Linked DNA regions of Cyprinus carpio: region 2 is linked to region 1. A link is a contact called in public Hi-C data. All regions are on one chromosome and are shown on one strand. Each heading gives the region's core, a stretch centred on a gene start, on an enhancer-like site or on the middle of the called end of the contact. The rest is flanking DNA. Distances are from core to core; before and after follow the strand shown. Region 1 has its middle 13 kb from the start of LOC109059915. Region 2 holds the start of LOC109091618 (midnolin-like).

What was found. A called contact is a pair of places that touch in the nucleus more often than the background predicts.
Region 2: a contact with region 1 is called in a Hi-C map of skeletal muscle, with 7 times the contacts expected there. The contact joins the promoter of LOC109091618 here to the enhancer-like site in region 1. A contact is called at or near these places in 7 of 8 Hi-C or Micro-C datasets (liver, red blood cells and skeletal muscle).

The regions. Positions count from the first base shown.
Region 1 is chrB22:23,730,299-23,733,559 of ASM1834038v1, reverse strand. No RefSeq gene overlaps it. Among protein-coding and RNA genes, the nearest start is that of LOC109059915, 13 kb to the right of the region's middle. Within about 2 kb of position 1,504, at least 3 of the 8 cell types and tissues checked have an H3K27ac peak or open chromatin away from gene starts, as enhancers often do. A contact at or near this core is called in skeletal muscle, where this site is marked.
Region 2 is chrB22:23,828,094-23,831,354 of ASM1834038v1, reverse strand. LOC109091618 (midnolin-like) reads left to right here and starts at 1,511. Exons shown (of 8, transcript XM_042749482.1): 1 at 1,511-1,569.

The DNA.
Region 1 (3,261 bases), core at 255-2,754:
CCCACACAGAGCCAAACCCTTATACCTCATGCCCAACTGCGTGTAGGTTAGTTAAGTGTGTGTGTGTGTGTGTGTGTGTGTGTGAGAGAGAGAGTGTGTTCAAGGTTCTGTACATCCCGTTTGGAAATCACCAGCCTTGCATACCAAATATGGCCATTCCTAAGTATTTCTTGATGGAAAATCATTCACACCCAACACCGGCAAGACACAAATTATTACAGACATTCCCAGCATTCCTTGAGCTTTAAGGTTGTACTGCATGTCAGTGAGAACTGAATTTATATCATTGCAATAACAAGGTTGCAAAAATAGCTGTTAGAGAATAATATTTAGTGAGGTTTATGTTTGAAACAAGTGAAAAAACTCCAAGTGGGAGAAGGAAATATTCAAATGTTCACAAATCTTAACATCTTATGCTATTTTTAAAGGTAAACCCAGTAATTTTTGCATAAGGACACATGGTGCTTAAATCTCACAATAAAAAGACTCTTTTTCTGCCACCTGTGTTCCTAAAGTATTTTCCCATTCATTTTTTCCCTAGACATTTAAATAATAGTTCATTAAAGACTTTTAAGCCTTGAACCAAACCAGTCAGTTCTGAGATAAAATGCTGCATTACTTTCAGTAATAAAAACTTGAAGCTTTAGTTTAAACAAAAAAAGTAGGATAAATGACAAGATTGTGTAGGGAGTGAATGAATAAACATTTGGAAATTTTGGAATTTTTGGAAGCTTTGAATGACAGTGTGGGCAGACTGCTTTGATTATGTCATTTGCAATGCTTTAGGTGACTGTGAGTGTGATTATGTGTGGGGTTCAGAGTGCATGAACAATCTGAGCTTATAAAACGGGTCCTTGGTTTGAAAAAGTCTGAGTAACCCTTAATAGATGCAGTTTACAAATGCTTTACCACAGTAGCAAAAGTGAATTTTTTGTTAGTTTGAAGTGCTTTTATGGTTGTGGATTATCTCTGCATTTTCTGTTTACAAAGTTGGTTCAAGGTGAAACGTTCATTCGAGGCGTAACACAATACTTGGTTTTGAAATGATTCACAACTCACTTGACATCAAAGGAATGTTCTGAATGCATACATCTCTTGGCCTTCGTGAATATATATTGTTCACGATGAACTCTCCTTCCAGATAGTGAGTGCACTAATGCCGTTTTCCATCTGCAGACAAAAGCCCATGTGTGTGTGCTGTGAAGGCATGCAGCATGACCTGAGGGTCCATTTCGGCGCATGACAAAACAAGCTTGAGTGCTGCATGAGGCACAGAATGGGGATCTAGCGTTTGTTCCATGACTTCAAACTCCCTTTCCCCCTCTTCTGCATTTTTTCCTCCTCTTAGGCACCGTCTTTTTTTACTTGTATCGTCATTTTCTTCCAGCCTTTCTGCATGGTATTGTTTTTTTTTTTCTTTTATAGTATTTCCAGCATTTTTGCCTTGGTATTCCTGGTCCCCCCTCTGTCAGAATTGGTTAGATGAAGGAATGACTAGTACACAGTGAAGGGGGTTAAGGGGGAGGGCAGCTGTTCGGTCTTTCCCGGAATGAGGGCTACCGTGCGAGGTATCCGAGGTGGTTTGAAGGCCCTACCACGGGAAAAACGTGCCCTAGACAGCTGTCCTCTGCCGGATCAGCTACTCTACTCAAGAGGCCATAGTCCTTTTCTCGGGCTCTAGAGGTGAGCTGATCACTGGGAGACCCCTACTGGTGTGTTTTTGCCACTGCAATGTCCTCAGAGAACTTAGAGTACAGTATGTGTTGATGATTATATCAAGACTATAACACTGTCTTGAACACTGGGGCAAACCAAACTAATTAAATTACTAATTACATGGAAAAATGACAAAAATTTACAAAAAAAAAGTCAAGCAGTATGCATATTACTATCTGTCTTTTGAGTTTTCTATCATAAAAACCTATCAAATGTTTAGCTACTGATAAGAACGTGCAATATTTCACCATTAAAATGTGTCACGCAAGAATTAATGTTCGGCTTGAATAGTAAATGCCCACCTTCTTTGATTTGAAATTATATTTTATGAATTACATCTATATTATTACAATTTATATTTATTTACAGTTACATTTTAATATTTAATTAAATAACAGGGGATGTGTCATTTACATCTGAACCCATAATTAATGCACTTTGGGGTCATATTTTATTTTATTTTGCATTATATTTATGGTTTCCAGTGATGAGGCCCTGTTTTGTTTTGGCATCTGGCTACAGCAAGCTGACTGTGCACCAGAATACAGTCATTTTTATGTTGATTTGATGTCATACATAGGAAGCATGTCATCTCTTTTAAAAGTTAAATCATGAAAATTATCTGATTAGTTGAATTTTGTATTTTCCGCGAACTGTGACCCATTTTTGGGTCATGGCCCACCAGTTGAAAAATGCTTACTTAGTGATTTCCTCAAAAGAGTTATACAAGTAGCACAGGAAGTCGGTTCATTTTACAAATCTTGGCACAGTCCAAATGCATGAGAAGCACCATATCAGGTCAAAGATGCGGAATTGTTATGTTGCGCAAATGAAATTCACGGCAGACGTTTGGCACAGGCTCAGGGTGCTGACTCAGGCGTATTATCTTATTGTGCACAGAACAATGGCAGTGAATCAGAAATGAATTCGGGATTGTTAGGCAATACAGGAGGGTTTGCAAACGAGGTGGTGTTGTTGTGCCAAAGTGTCAACGTGCGTGTCACCCTGCATTTCCCATCAAACCTTCTTTGATTTAAGGCCACTTTGCACCTCTCTGTCTATTTACTTCATCACATGTTTGTTTGGTTTCATTTCCTCTCCCCCAATCAAACAGGTTTTTTTAGAGGCCGAGCTGGTCTGTGGGCTGCTGGTGAGGGGGCGGGACAGGAAGAGGTGGGCGACCAGAGAATTGCATTTCCTTGTGCGTCTCCACTCCCTGCCCTCAGGTTATCGATTCAGCTCCTACTAAAACAGCACACACCCACGTGGGCTGGCGCAATACACACGCATTTGTTTGGCCGCGGACTCACACATGAATAAGAAATACACATGTACGTAATGCACTTGATCCTCCGAGCTCTACAAATAAAAAGCTTTTTGCGTTTTTGGCTTGTTTGTGGTTGTTCATTTTACACCATTTTCTCTCCCTTAGCTCACACATTAGAGCCCACACAGATATGATACATGCACACACACACCTCTACATGCCTCTTCACTCAGACAGCTCATACAAAGGGACAGCGCAACATTATGACTCACACAGCC
Region 2 (3,261 bases), core at 262-2,761, 98 kb before region 1:
GTTGGGCGGTTAGGCGAGGTCAGGAATGCACTGACTGTACTCGCTCAATGGAAAACAATGATGCTCATTGGTCACTTACGTTTATGGTGGACACGGTGACGACAAGTAATGACAGCAGTTTTGCACTATCCAAACGAATAGCCTAGCCTTATATGCTGAAACGAATGCTTGACGGTGACCTTATTTATGTCTACCACCTTGCTGCCCTTCCACCAAGTTATGCTATGACAGTCTCTCTGAAGCAATGCTCCCAGGAACTCCCGGCTCGTCATCATTCTAGAAAGTCAACGTGCAAGCTAAAGCAAGCTTTTATCGACTCGAGCTAGTAAAAGCTTTCAGATGCTTCAGCTTTAGGGTGACTTGATGCAAAGTGGTCCCTTGTGCACTGGGGAATCAACAGAACATATTTTACTATGTCACTTATCACTGACTGGTCAGTGCATCTTAGCTGTTTAGCCATGGTGTTATGTAACATGCATTTTATCACAGCAGTTACAGAATGCGGATAAGGTATTACACGGGCAGAAGGTGCTGGGTTCAATCCAGGACAGGACCCCAAATAGATCACCTCCTAGAATTCACAAGGCCTCAGATTATGGGAAACCTCTACATGTAATAAGTAGAAGGTTGCTGGTGTGGTTTTGCATCAAGATATTTAAGTAAGATCACCTCATGGACAGTGTGCAATATATGTGTACAAGACGCCTAATGAGCCTTCAGTGTGCTGACGCACTGCAAACATAACCCAACCAACAAGTGATGCACCTCAGAAAGTTTAATGCAAGTTCTCAGGAACCTTAGCATAGCATTAACATAGCATTGCGTGTAAACACATTCTCGTTCTTAGTGCCAGATAGGTTAACAAGAGTACAAAAATAGACCTCTTCAACTAATTAATTAGAACGGCTGCGCATATCAAATAACCTGAACTGCTAAATGCTGACATGACTAAACATGGACTGCATCAGTCTCTGTTCGCCTCTTCGCATTAAGAGTTGTTAAATTAATAGTATATAGAGGTTGAGAGTTTGTTCCGTGATTCAATGGAAAGTGCTGTTCCTCCCACTGGACATTGGATACTCTGATGTTAGCTACTATTAGGTTTTTCTCACTATGCTTAACGTCGTTTCAACCCCTGGTTAAGCAACGTGACGTAAAGCATCTCAAAGTAATGATTTTTATGATTAGCATGGTCCATTAGCCCCTGCTGGTAGATGCTTGTAACTACACCATATTTTTTCATTGATGGCCATTAAAATGTAACCATGTAAAATGGACTGATTTATTTAACACCTCTTTTTTGTTTCTATCTGCTGCTTTTGGCATCACAACTGGAAAAATGCCAGTAAGCAGGTTGGGATTTTACAGTGTGTACATCTGTCATCCAAACAGCACTGTGGCCACGTCATTTTGCTGTGGCTCTAAAGTGATTAGTCACATGGCTGGGTGCAATAATAAGTGCTCATGAGCAAAGATGGCAGATTTCACATGCATACTTCTATGGGGTTCACACCAGCCGAGCAAGTGCCATTGAGATGACTGGGAATGCAGACGGATAGGTTTATCCAGGTATTTTATATGTGCTAAATGTACTGTTTCTTGTGTTATATTTATTTCATGCTAAATATATTGTAATTCATTTCAGATTCTGTCAGTTTTGTGCGTTGTCAAATTCTTGCTTCATAATACTTTTGCAGCTGTTTGACTGTCAACTAATGAGGAACTGAAAGGCACAAAAAAGAATGAATTTGCATGAGCAATTGACATTTCCTTTGAAATCAAGCAATTTAAGAATGTTGAAACAAATTTTTCCAGTATGTAACACTAGGTACGATTAATATCCTTGAAAAACACATCTTGTTTTAATGCTAAACCTCACCAACTCTTGAGTCTTGAACCTAAATAATTATCAACCATTTTTAATGATGCCTTGACTTCTAAAGTCACTAATTAAGCAAGATAAGGACCGTATTCAGAAGTCAAGCTTAACCGAGCAATCTCGTTCAGGAGCAGGATTACTTTCAGTCTAGGAAACCAGCAATGTTTTAGACTTGGATTAATCCAGCGTTTTCCAAGAACACTTCATAGAGGTCATACGCTGATTCCTTCGGTCACTATGTGGGAAGTTGTAAAAGTAAACATTGGCCCACATGTAAATGCTTTACTTGACCGACACAATTGAACTCTCTGGTGAACTCGAACAGGATAGGGAAATAAGGAAGTAAGCAAAAAGGAACATTAGCAATAGCATTAGCACCAATCGTGGGAACTGCAGCTTAAAGAGTGACAGGAAATAATAGCATTCTTGTGAAGTGTAGGCTTCTATTTTTAAAGTCTGATTGGATACGAGTTGACCGAGCTTCCTACGTCACAGATGGAATCAGAGGGCCAAAATAACCTTCCATATCACTGATTAGATTACTGCAACCAGTCAAACAGTGGATACAGGTGAAATGTCAGTGTGCCACACAGTCCCTGTGCATTGCTTCTCTCTAGAGGCTGTCTTCTGATTAAATTAGCCTAACGTGGGAAGTTGCTAATCCGAGCCAACCCAGGATTAAGCCTGCAGGACATCGAGAGTACATGGGAGAATGTGTGTTTGAGTGTGGGCTGCTGAGTGGGTGGTGGATAACGAGGGTTTGCGGAGAACAAATAAACCTTGCAGAACATGAGGCTAACAAAGATACTCCTGTAATTCCATTTTGTCTTAATTCATCATGTGATGTCTTGTATAATATTAAATGAAATCTGTATTAATAACAAGCAATTCACACTTAATTTGCTTGGGAATTTGGCTGATGTGTTGGGTGAATTCTGTAGTGCTTGCTCTCGGTTTCCATAAAGAAGTGCTTACGTGAACTTTTTCATAATGTGGTCAAACTGCAGGGGGCTACAGACTATTCAAATGCAATATGCCTACAAAGCTACTAATGCCTGGAACAAAAGATGCAATATTGTGATTATATATAAAGAATACCTGCATCAGTGGGCTTGTGATTAGCAGAGGATTAAACACTTTAAATAATGAAAAAGCTGTTATTTGCATCACGTAGGTTATGTATGTCATAATTTATACAACAGTTATTTGCGGTCCTCAACTCTGATTGGCCGAGTGGCTCGGTATCTGGATCAAATCGAATGTCATTGGTTAAACACAGGTCAGATAATATTCACGTCGCTACTTATCATTTCTTTCGTTTTGCGGAATCACGTTGTTGTTGGTTTTTCTTTTTTATGAACGCAAATGCCACCATCACAAGT